Regions from separate parts of the Callithrix jacchus genome. Here region 2 is linked to region 1. A link is a contact called in public Hi-C data. All regions are on one chromosome and are shown on one strand. The core of a region is the stretch at or near the end of the contact, and the rest is flanking DNA. Distances in the headings are between cores, read along the strand shown.

Evidence for each region. Hi-C and Micro-C count contacts between places; a contact is called where the count stands out from the background.
Region 2: a Hi-C map of skeletal muscle shows a contact between it and region 1, with 4 times the contacts expected there. The contact joins two enhancer-like sites. A contact is called at or near these places in 2 of 3 Hi-C or Micro-C datasets (both in skeletal muscle).

Annotation. Positions count from the first base shown.
Region 1 is chr12:83,831,599-83,838,165 of calJac240_pri, reverse strand. It overlaps LOC108587838 (a long non-coding RNA gene), which reads right to left. Exons shown (of 3, transcript XR_001906612.1): 2 at 1,596-1,642. Among named protein-coding and RNA genes, the nearest start is that of ANKRD1, 140 kb to the right of the region's middle. Within about 2 kb of position 2,840, at least 1 of the 16 cell types and tissues checked has an H3K27ac peak or open chromatin away from gene starts, as enhancers often do. A contact at or near this core is called in skeletal muscle, where this site is marked.
Region 2 is chr12:84,057,580-84,064,146 of calJac240_pri, reverse strand. PCGF5 (polycomb group ring finger 5) reads right to left here. Exons shown (of 10, transcript XM_078346006.1): 5 at 3,080-3,135; 6 at 2,915-2,971; 7 at 253-392. The region is part of intron 3 of LOC144578706; the gene reads left to right. Among named protein-coding and RNA genes, the nearest start is that of PCGF5, 82 kb to the right of the region's middle. Within about 2 kb of position 3,661, at least 1 of the 16 cell types and tissues checked has an H3K27ac peak or open chromatin away from gene starts, as enhancers often do. A contact at or near this core is called in skeletal muscle, where this site is marked.

The sequences.
Region 1 (6,567 bases), core at 1,591-4,090:
ATGAGATCAGTGTGCTGAGGAAGTGGATTTATGGAATCAATGAAGAGTAAAGGAATAATCTAGGAATATAAGACATTGTTCGGTGGCAAACCTGGTTAGGAGTTCCAAAAACCCTCATTGCAGCAAGAAAGCACCAGGTGCCAGAGAAGGAGGGAGAGGGATGCAGAATGAGAGGCTGAAAGCACAAGGAAATAGGTCTGTCCTAGGGAGGACCTTATCCAACTCTGCACACACCTAGCCAAGGGCAAATATAAGGTATAGGGAATGAGGATCCCTTCGTCTAGGTGTGTGCAGTGTTGGGTAAATTCCTCATGAATTTGGAGGAAAACAATATGATCAACTTCATTTATGCTATGACTTAGATGACTTATACATTAAGATGTGCATTTTTCAAATGGATAGATATTAATGGTGGAACAATTTGGGAACAAGGGCCACCCCTTACACTTCTAATATTGTCATGTACTTTTTTCATTATCCTTATCACAGTTTGTAACCACATAATTGTATAATGAACTAGTTAGTTAATTTCTTTATTTGAATTAGATAACAAGCTTAGGAGAGTAAGGCCCATGACTGTGTGTATGTTTCAGTCTGGAGCCCCATGAATGGGCCCAAAAGGAGACTAGAGAATACTTCTTAAGTGAATGAATGAATGACAAATGAATGAATTGAATTTTCAAGTACAGGTGAGACAAACCTTTTTCATATCTCCTCCTAAGCACAAAAACCAACCAAATAAATAAAATAGCCTGAAATGGTCTCGTGAAAATAGAAAGATTCTTGTAGGGAGCTAACAATTACTAATGTGTGTGTGTGTGTTTTAAATCCTAGCATTGTGTAGAGATGTCTTTAAATTAAAAAAGGAGACAGTGGCTCATGCCTTAATCCCAGCACTCAGGAGGCTGAGGTTGGGAGTTCAAGACCAGCCTGATCAACATGGTGAAACCCCATCTCTACTAAAAATAAAAAATTAGCTTGGCATGTAATCTCAGCTACTCAGGAGGCTGAAGCAGGCAAATCACTTGAACCTAGGAGGTGGAGGTTGCAGTGAGCCAAGATTGAGCCACTGCACTCCAGCCTGGGCAATAAGAGTGAAACTCCGTCTTGAAAAAAAAAAAAAAAAAAGAAGAAGGAGAGACTTCACTTCACTGAGGCTGACAGGTAGGTTCCAGGATGTAAGGCTCAATTATTTGATATCCTTTACTTTCAGGGCATGATTCTCTTCAAATAAGAAAATAAATCAATACCATTCTTTCCCACCTCCTTCCCCACTGCTCTGATGAGACAAATGATTCGGAAACAGAACCTCCAGCCTGAGCCCTGTGTTTCCATCTCCCCAACTGACAATCCTGCTACCCACCCCTCCCACTCCTACACCTTTTCCCCATGCAGACCCTCTTTTCCTCTGGATTCCGTGGTGATGAGATATGGGAGTGGGATGTTGTACATAAAATTTGCCAACTTAGCATGAGCTCAGCCTGCACTGCAGAGGTGTCCTTGTTCTGCCTTGGTTTCTATGCAAAGGAGATAATTCAGGTAAAAGTGCCTGGTGCATAGTAGGCACTCCTAAAATGAGACTTTTTTCCTCCTACCTTCTTAGTTCATTAAAACACTTCTCATTGCTGCCCAACAAGCATCTCTCTTTATCTTATGGCCTTAAAAAGAGGTTAAAATGTTTTTATTTAATTAAAGTGAAAGATAGTGAATTGGGATTAGAAGTGTACATATGTCTATATGTGAAAAGGAGCTAAGAAATTTTAAGTGGCGGTAGCCTGTAATTCCTTAGAGTGGAGGACTCCTAAAGAGGGTGATTTATCTTTAAGCATTGCTCAGGTGCCTTTTTTAAAGAGTCCTACTGTTGCTATGGAAATCATGTCTGTAGGAATGTGTGCAAATGTAGACTGGATTGCCAGTTGCACAAATAGGGAAGTGTGGGCAAGGGGGAGGCAGGCTGGCACTTGTCAGTCCCCAGCACTGGTTCAAAAGAGAAATAATTAGAATGTGATTGAGGAACATGGAGAGAGTGCTATGGGGCAGGGACTACCATAGGTATCTCAATACCTGAGAGACTCCAAGACCATCTAGAATCTGCAATCTCCACTCTACCCCTTAGGGTGACCATTATTATGTCTGTTATCTCAATGTTTCTAATGGAATAGTAAATAAATAAATAGAGCTATTAATATAGCATCCTCTTTCACCGTCAATGTCATCATGGTTTAGTTGATAAACCAAAGAGTCACACGATCACTACAGAATACAGTTTCCCCCATAAAATGAAAGAAGCCAACTGGAAATGATCTCATCACATCTTTGACAGTATTTTATGCACAGAACTTAAGTCATTTATTAAGTTATTTTCTAGGTAAGAACTATGTCTCCCATTCTCTGTACCTCTCCTACAGCTTCAATTGAATAGCTATGCTTCATACCCACACCCCAAAAAGAAACCCGTCTTTCATCATTTCACAAGGAGAAACTGAGTCGGAGAACCTAGGATCCGCTAGGATCACTCACTAGTGAAGTGACGAGCTCCCACTCCCAGACTACATATTTCAAATTTGCACCACAAAGAAAAAATAAATAACTACCTATAGTGAACCCTATGAGGGTGTACTGTTCAACGTTTCTTGAAATGTAACTTAAATAAAAAAGTGATACGTTGAAAGGACCCTGGAGACATACAGAATCCTTGGGCAGAGGCTGGAGAACCAGGTTTAGACAGTGACAGGTAGGCATGGGCAGCCAGACCATAGCCAAGATCAGTGTCACAGTTCTCCCATTCAGACACTGCTGCCTCTACCGGTGGACATTGGACCCCACTGGTCCACCACTGTGGGCACTGTGGCCATGACTGCCCCACAGACTGGATGTTATTGCCACTTTTGCTGCCAATAACAGATGGATAATCCATGATCCCTTCTTCTTTGCCTAATTAGGTTCTGATTCTAAGCCCCAGATGCGTGCATCTGATGGGCCAAGCCTACTCTGGGTGCTTAGGCTTTAGTAGCAAGCAAGACTGGAAGAGTGACTATTAGCACTCTTCACCTTCTACACAAGATAGTGGTTTTTATCTACCACCACAGGAAAGAAATTCTTTTTTACATTTATTTATTTTTAAAGATGGGATCTCGCTCACTCAGTCTGGAGTGTCATGGCATGATCATAGTTCACTGCAACTTGGAACTCCTGGGCTTGAGCAATCCTCTTGTCTCAGCCTCTCAAGTAGCTGGGACTACAGGTATGCATCACCACACCTGGCTATTAATTTTTATTTTTATTTTTGTAGATACAGGGTCATGCTATGTTGCCCAGGCTTGTCTCAAACTACTGACTTCAGAGAATCCTCCCACCTTAGCCTTTCAATGTATTGGAATTACAGGCATGACCCACTAAGCCTGGCCAAAAAGAAATTCAAATGCTCTGCAGCCTAAAATATATCTGCTACATGGGGAAATGATGAGAATTAAATCTGAGAATGTCAAGGGCCTCTATATATAGTTTTTAGAAATAAGATCTTTTAATGTCTATTGAAATGAACATCAAATGTTTCAAAATAAGGCCTTAAAGCAGGACTATCTCAGATTTTTTGAAAGGGGAAATAATTTTTAATTGTCCATGGCTTCAGGTCTAATGCTAAAAGAGAAAAGGGGAAGGAGGAAGAAAGGTTACTGCTTAAAATTCTTGGAGACATAGAAGTTCACTGTCCTGGATGGAAGAAGGGGAACATCTGCCAATTTTGCACCATCATCTGCCAGAAATTCCAAACAGCCACAGAGAAAGGATGTAATAGAAGGATGGAAAGGTATTGAGCCAAGATCCAGAATTCTAATCACAGGGAGAAGGTAAGAATGTGGCCCAGAGCCGAGGAGAAGAATTCCAAGGTGAGCCGAGTGTCACAAGGGAGTGGTGTCCTCAAGAAATCTTGAGCACCTGGGTGGTTCATGCACCAGGCTGTGACTCAGAGGCAGCCTTTAGGAAAGAGGGACACATGGATGATTTGAGCCAAAAAACACAGGAAGGGTCATCTAATTATGGGACAGGCCAGCTGTCAGGGCAAAAAAAATTGCCAATGTGTCACTTTGCCTGCAAGTTAGAGAAACCCAATGCTAATTAGCTCAGGCAAAAAGAGAATTTATTGGAGGAATAAGGGAGTGCCTCATATAACTGCCAACAAAGCTGGGAAGGAACAGCTCTGACCCAGTGTTCAAATGTCCCCAGGGCTCTGTCTCTGTTTCTCATCTCTACTTCTCTCTGAAGAGAAGGGGCATCACTGCCTTGAAGTGGGGCCAGCATTCAACCCATCAGGGAACTGCTCACAGGGCTAAAGTCTTATGTCCTGTGACTTCTACCTCCAGAGGGGAGATACTTCTCTTCTTTTAGTTCCAGCTCTGTGGAAATAATCCAGTGAGCCTGGCCTCCCCAGGTCAGGTGCCCCAGTTTAAGTTTCCCACTGCTTTTAAGGGCGATTGCTAGTTGTAGGCAAATAGCTAACATTGTTACCTACTCCTGGGGTGACTGACTGTGGATAGGGAGGTGGGTTCCTGATCAATTCCCCCTGGGTTCATTCTCCTCTGGATCTGTCAGACACACAAGGAAGAGGGTCGTGTAAAACAGACACAGCCCTGGAGTTCCATATCCCTGAGTCCTTGCTGCTCTCAGACAAGGAAAAATTACTATCAGCTTCCGCTGATGTCTGTTACAGCCAAGAATTTGGATAGGAATTGAAGCACAGAGTTTTTTCCTAGGAGGAAATAGGTATGAACCCCAATATCCTATAGGCTCTTTTGCCATTCCTGATAATAAGGCAGTTGGCTTGAGAGAACAGTATTGCCTGGAGCCCCTGAAGGGCCAGAACAATGCCTCATCAGCGCTGGATATATCCAAGGATGCTTGTGAGCAATCCATGATGGTGGGGTTGAAGGAGGCTTGTTACAAACTCGGTCTTATAAAGTGCTGATGAGCACAGGCAATAAGGAGGACATGAGCTTAAGGAGAACCTTAAGCTCTCCTTAAGGCAGGGACAACAGGCACCAAAGCCCCCTAAGAGCCAAGGATGTTGGCTGTGTTTCTTGAAACTGTCCAAATGTAAAGGTGCTTACCTTTCCTGCCCACTGGTCACTCCTAGTCAGCACATCTAAGGCCACCCAATTCACATTTGAAAAGTAAAAAAGTGGTCATCTCTGTTTATTCCTAGCAACTGCCATGAGGGATTCTTGATGGAACTGACTTAGTCATCCAGTTGTTTTGATATCACACAAAAAGCCACAGTTTGTAGTTTGGAAAAAAAAAGTCCATGTGCATTGACCTGATGCCAGCTGATGGCAGCTTCCTCTCCTGGCCTGGCTGGGCGTTCCTGAAACCAGACCCTAAAAAGTACACTGACGATATTAAACTTGTAGTTCTTAGTGTTGAAAGAATTTTCACTTTCTAAACAGAACTGGATAATTGGAAAAGGACGGGGGAAGCTCCCGAAAAACTGTAGTTGAGTTAGTGCTTCACTGCTCATGAGAGCAGAGGCTGGCATCCGCCTCCTAAGTTACATGTGCCACTGAACATTTTATATGAAGTTCTGTTTCAGGAACCCAATTAAATTTATGTTTCTCCCTGCTCTCTTTATGATAAGTCATGGTCTAACAGCCTTCTTCCATGGCAAAATGAAGCTCCATGAGTGGATTCAACTGTCATTTGTTACTTGAAAATGCCTCAGAGTCATCATTTTCTGTTTCTACTTTTACTTAAGTTTCTGTCTTTTGGACCCATCCTTTTTTTTTTTTTTAATTAAAGCTCTATCCTTTTAGGGATCTATGTCAACATATCAACTGCTTTGTCACATTCTTTGCTAACGCCAATGTCATCAGAATTAAAAAAGCTGAAGCGAGGAATAGCGTTTTGGAATGAAAGCCACGTGAGCAGTGAGGGCAGCCAGCCAGAACCTTCTGGGGAAACGAATGAAAGCAGAACTGTGGTGGAAGCATCTAAACCCCCTTTACAGTTCCCATCATCCTCCCCCATTTCCCATCCTCTAGAGCCGACTGGAACAAAGGTGGTGTCATATTCCCTGGGCACACTGCCTACCACTGCACTTTTGCTTTTTCCAGTTTTTTTTTAAGTCTTTTTTTTTTTAGAGCAGTTTTAGGTTCACAGCAAAATTGAGAGGAAGGTACAGAGACTTCTTTCCCTTCCTCATCACAGGCACAACCTCCCCCATGGCCAGCATCCCCCACCAGAGTTACATCAGCACATCATTATCATCTAAACTTCATCAGCATCTGTTACATCAGCACATCATTATCATCTAAACTTCACAGTCCGAATTGGGTTCATTCTTGGTGTTGTCCATTCCATGGGTTTGGACAAATATACAACATGTATCCACCATTGTAACATCATACAGAAGAGTTTCGCTGTCCTCAAAATCTTCTCTGGTCCACCTGTTCGACCGTCCTGCTAATCCCTGGCCTCCACGGATGTTTTCATTGTCTCCATAGTTTTGCCTTTTCCAGAATAGTGCTCAGTTGGAATCATGCAGTATGGACCCTTATTGGATTGGCTTCTTTTACT
Region 2 (6,567 bases), core at 2,412-4,911, 230 kb before region 1:
TAAAAGGAGGTGGAGAAAGAGAGGTGTGATTCTGCGCATTAGCCACTAGATGGTGGCATTGACCCAGGACGGTTCAGTTGCGGGAATTGTAACCATTTGTAAGCATAGGATTGTCAAAGAACGACATTTTACTTAATTACGTTAATTAAAACTTTGAAAGCAAGCACTTTGAAGCATTAGAAAATTTGTCAACAAATTACCAAGGGTTTACTATCAACTGATCATAAAAATACCACAGTCTTGTTCACTTACCTTTACTACATTGTCCCCCGATTGTCCATTATTTCGTAAACAATCTAGACAGATAGCAATTTGTGGGTCACTTCTGTGATAATCTTGATTTTCATCACCTTCTTCATCTACTTTCGGTTTGTCAACTTTTGAAGTAACATCTGTATAATTTAAACAAAACGCTATAAATGAAAATTGATTTTAAAGTTAAGCAATAATAATACATTGATTATCAAAAGAAAAATCAACTTAAAAAAATATCCTAACAGCTTTTTAAGAAGAACGTAGTATCTTTAAAATGTTCCAACCAACTCAACAATGGAATTTTTTTTTTTAATTGGAGACTTATTAACTTAGTTTAAGATTTCTAGGCTCACTATGGCATCCAAATGGAAGATTCAGGACTAGCTGTATTTAGCCAAAAAAATGATTACAATTAGTGATTAGACTACGTTAGAAAATGAACAGGATATAAAAAAATACTTCCAAATTATTTATATGTGTATATATAAATTATACTCGTTTATATACATAAGTATATGTTCAAATTCAAATGCTTCAAATTATAAAATTAAGTTCTCAAAATTTCAAATTACAAGATATAAAATCAGCTAGTGAAAAAAACGAGTATAATGATTTAGCTTTGTAACACATATATAGCTATTAATATATGTTACAACTCAAAGAAATCTGAATGGCATACTTTGTATTATATACAAATGTATTTCACCTATTACCTGTACCCTATAAATATTGCAGCTATATTTATCATGCATCTGTTGAGTAGCTTTAACTTTACGTTGGATACCCGTCATACAAGACCTGAGGGAACAATACTGAACCTACAGCCATCATCCTCACTCTCACAGTGGTCAGGATATGGGATGAAATAAAGGTAAATAAAAAAGACAAAAACAAAAAAGAAACCAGACAAAGATAGGATGGGAGAAGTAAAACGGACTATGCAGGCACATATAAAAGAGAGAGTAAACCCAAACTTTGGGAGTGAAGCAGAGGTTCAGGGATGATTTCCAGATGAAATACCTCTAAGATAAAACCTGAAAAAGTTAGCCAGCCAAACATTACATTGTAGAAAAGCCTCCCTGCAAAGTGACACACTAAATCCCCTTGGATACCTATAGTAAAAGCATTACAGGTGTACCATAAAGCAGGAAGGTGCGTTTTTTTTTCTACATGTTTTCTTCTGCTTCTTTATAGAGAATGCACATATACAGGAGTTGCCTTCTATGAATCAAACTCCCAGCTCCAACAAAAGATCCAAATTCTCCACCCAAGCTAAAGACCAAATACCATAAATACTTTTAAAAGGGAGAAGCAATAGGAAAAGGGAGATAAAATTCACAAAGTAGGCTACAGCCCTTCACAAGTCAATCTGTGATATGTAGAATAATAGAGTAAACCTACCACATAATTTCTGAGGACAATCTCCCAGGCTCCTGTCCTCTTGAACAGATAGTCAAAAACTGGAATATTTAATTAGCCTTATCTTATCTGTATTTTTATTACAGCACTACTACAATTGCTTATCGTTGTCTAATTGCAGTGTATATTTGGGTAAAACAAGTCCTATTTTAGTCATTTTTTTGGTCAGGCTTAGCTTCTTTGCCTTTTTTTTTGTTATAGATTAAAAATAGTCTCTTGCTACCTTACTGTAGTCATCAAAACTATTCTCAAACTTCCCCTTCTCTAAGAAAACAGCTTTGCACAGTTAAGTGGAACTAATAAAATGATAATCTCCATTTTACAGATTAAAAGAGAGAGATGGCATTTTCTCATTTACCTTCATCATGTATAATTGGCAATCCTATGATCTTACGGGAAAACCAAGATTGGGAGGCTGAACTCACAAGTGACCCCATAAGAACACACACACAGTCCTGAATAACTTTAAATGATATTTAGGACATCTCAAATTAAATATCATATTTTAAAAAATGGGAATGGTACTACTTTCTTATAATTTCATATATCCCTTTGTGTGAATTTTACACACATATATGTAATGCTAAAAGCCTTTTATCTGCTCAGTAATGTTTGCCCCTTTGCTGCAATTATTAAAAATTACTAATTGCTGAGTCTCTTGGAACCTAGAGGAGAAATTTGGACATGCAGCATAGGTGATGGGGAAAATTCCCATAAGCATCCAGAAATACTTTCTAAATTTCCATGACATATAGGTTTTTATCACCTGAGCTCTACTTAAAAAAACTTCATTCCAGAATATTAGAGCATAGTAAAATCTCCTGATCTGGGTCTCAGCCACATCTCAGTTCCCTCTCCTATAGAGACAAATGTACAAAAGAAATAAAACAAAAAACTCCTCACTGTTTAGTTGCAAGCTGTGGCTATTTCTCACTTCAGCTTCCTTTAGCTCCCTAGAAATTACTACTATAAACATCTAGCCAATTTTCTCTTTTATCTTTTCCCTTTTCTCTTCCCAAAGTCCAATTTCCTCTATTTTCAATTATCTTCTACTAAAGTGACTTCAGATTTACATTCATTTATAAAAAATCTCCTATAGAGAAAAAGGTTCATAATGTAAATAAAAGGAGCAGAAATTTTGTACAGGAAAAATGTGAGCCTGAAGAGAGCTATTAGTTCACCTAAGCTATGAAAAACTGACCAATTTAAGCTTTCAGAAACAGACATAAGAAAAAGTCACCTTGTCCATTTTCTTGAGGCTTATTTTTCTTCCAAAATTCAGATTCACGCTCAAGTTCTTCTAATTTAAATGAAAGAGAGTATAAAAAGAAAGTCATGAAATCTTTAATGGAAATGTTGATTTCATAAAACACAAAAGTCTGCAAGAACCCAAAGAGCCACTTACGTTCTCGGAGTCCAGGGACCAGCTTAAATATAATTTCCTCTAAAGTATTGTCCAACCTTGGAAAGGGGAGAGAAAGAATATACTAACAATGAAGACACCAAAATCTGACACGTAAATAGTCTGAGATGTAGATCTTACATGTATTACAAAATACAGAACATATACAATTTTAGCACATCTACTATACTACACTCTTCTGTCCAGGGAACACACCTATTTCCAGCCTTCCCCAGTAGTAGACTGATTACAAAAATGGTCCCAGTCCCCAGCTCTCTCTACATCCACACTCTTGAGCATGACTTTGAAATTCCTCCCTTGATTAAGGAGCGGAGTCTATCTCCCTGCCTTGGAAATATGGGCTGGCCTTAAAACTTGTTGAGGTCAGCAGAATGTGGCACAAGTGACTGTGCTTGGTTCTAAGTCTAAGCCTTAAGAGGCATCACATGCTTTTGTTTCTATTTCTCTCTCTTTCACAGAATCCTGCTAGCACGAGAACAAGGCTGGAGGATGAGAGACCATGTAGAAGAGACCAAGCTGCCCGGCTGAGGCCATTTTAGACTAGTTCACAAACAGCCCATCCCCCAAAATCAGCACAGCAGATTACCCAATGCACAGCAAACTGCATTTGCATGCGTGAGCCCAGCCAAGACCAGAAGAACCACCCAGCTAACCCAGGGAACCAGGAGGAATAGTAAATGCTTGCTTTTTCAAGCATCAGTTTAGGAGTTGCTGTTATGCAGCAAATAGCTGATACCCCCATTCTCAAAATTTCTACCACAGCTCTGGCTCTTTCCCATAAAGGAAACAATCTCCATTCCACTCTTCTGAGAAATGTAGACCACTTTATCTTTCTACCTTCTGAAATGAAAACTTCAAATATTTATCTTGACATTTTTCTTATTTTCTTTCCTGCTATATAATTTATCTTTTTCATGGCTTTTTGTCTCTAATCCCATTCTCTTGCCCCCACAGCACCCTCTTCCCACCCCATCTCCTTCATCCTGCTCAACAGCATTACTCTTCTACAAGACTACAAACACATAGAGGTTTCTTATATCTAAAAAAAGACCCAAAAACCTTTATTAACTCATTGTATTTTCAAACTATTATTCTGTTTCTCAATCTTTTCTTCTAACTGGAAAAAAATATGAAAGTAAAACCTACATTACTTCTGTCCCCTACTCTGTTTTGCTTCTTTTACTCTACTGAACTCTGCAAATCATCCATAACTTCCATACTGAATAGGTTTAAAAGTTTTAGAATTAAAATTTAAACTTAAAAATTCTTGTTTAAGTTTATATTTCTTCTATATTTCTCTGCAGCAGTTTGACAGTGTTGTCTGACACTGCCTGCCTCCCTGAAAATTTCCTTTGTTTTCATTTTTAAATTTTCCAAGTCTGTTCTTTCTTTGTTACTAAGTATTTTTCTTTTTCCCAGCTACTTTTAAATCTGATATTCTCCCTTGCTTTGTACTCTGCACTCCGACCTTTTCAAAGTTCTGTCTTCCTTGGGGATTTCATCTGCTTTGGTGGCTTCAAAACTAACATATAGACAGAGATCCATCCATGTATCTATCTACCTGCCTATATGTAACATCTCTCTGCTGAGTTCAAGTTCCATATTTCCAAAGGATGCTAAACATTTCAAGTACCTCCTTTTATTCATCTATGTCAAGATTGTCTCATCTATCCTTCTCCAATAAAATACTAAGTACCCCACCATTGTCTCACATTTTTAAATTAAATTTTTAAGTAATACCATAATTCTCCCAAATTGGCTCAAAATATGAGAAGGATCTTACCTTCTCTCTTTCCCTTCATTTACACATTTACTCACCAAACCACATCTGTCCCATCTATTCCTCCATCATTTCTTCCATTCCTTCAATTACCATCCTACTTTGAGCAGAGCAGAGACATCGTCATAATGAATCTTCCTAAAGTACTAATCTGATTGTGTTAGTTACCTCTCAAGAACTAATTTTTCCCTACTACCTGGCTTCATGTATTTACATAACTTCTGGTACTATTCACTCACTGTCTCTCTTTTCTAGCCAACTGGCTTATTTAATTATTTCAAGAACTCCCTGTCTTTTTCAATTCATTTTTTCTCCCTCGTTTTTTACATCCTGGCTCAAATATGCTTTATACTCTCCAACCAAACCAATGCTATCTTATTCAAGACGAAGTCACTTGTAAAGTTCTCCCAGACTATTTAATAGTGGGAGTGCATAAAAAAATAGCACTTCTCACTATGTACAAACAGATCAGGAATCACCTTAGTTTTATTTCTGTTTCCTTTGAAACATTACTTACCACTTTGATGTCCTTTCTGTCCTCTCAACCTAACTTAGGACTAATCTGTTCTATTGTCAGCCATTAAATCACCTCCATACATGTACCCTTGTCTCTATCTTACTTGCTCAAAATTATTTGGTACAACTTGGATTAAATACAACTTTCCTTCAACTCTGCACTGGTATCCATGGCTGCATAAAAACACAACCACACCACTTCAAATTCTAAACTACAACCCAAATATGCCTTTAAGTTTTCCAGGAATCATACTACACTCCCAAGTGTATTGATTCTCTCACTCTCCTTGACAACATGCTTTTTTCTCTCCCCAACTCTCCAAATCCCTTTCTCTGTCCTTAATTTTGGCTGATAAACACTTTCCTCTCAATGAAACATGTCAAAGCAAGGAAAAACAAACTTCCATAGGCCCTGGCCACCATACCTACTTATAGCATCAGTATTATGTACTCTCAGTTTGCCTGCCTGTTGCTACAAACATTTTTGTCAGTGCTCCTATTGAAAACCAGTGTCTCCTCTTAGGCTGTTAAGATTCCATTCCCTACTCTCTTATATTATTAACTTTCTACTTTCTACCGGATCATTCCCTTCAAATATGGCATTATTTCTCCCTTATCAAAACAAAATAAAGAACCTTCTTGGCTGCACTTGACAGTAACCCACCACCGCCCCCAATTTCTTTGCTCCCATTTGTAGCAAAACTCCTTAAAAGAGTTGTCTATACTCACTGTTGCTAATTCCTCTCCCCACTTTCCTCTCTTAAAACAATTCAATTAGGTTTTTGGTCTCACAGCTCCTTTAGAGTTGAGAGGAGCACTTGTAAGTGCTCTTTTCAAAGTTGATGACCTCCATGTTGCTTAATCTAATCATCAATTCTCAATCTTCACCTTGTTTGTACCCATAAACAACAAATGACACAGATGGATCACTCCATCTTCTTTGACATACGTACTGTATTCACTTGACTTCTAGGGCACTACACACTCCTGGATTTTCCTCTACCTCACTGGTTGCACCTTCTCAGTTTCTTCTGCTGGCTCCTCCTGTCTCTGAACACTTAATGCTGGAGTTCTCCAGGGCTCAGTCCTTGGTCCTTTACTCATTCTTCTCTGTACTTACTCCCTGAAGTGATCACATCCTGACTCACAGCTTGAAAAATCTTCTATATGCTAA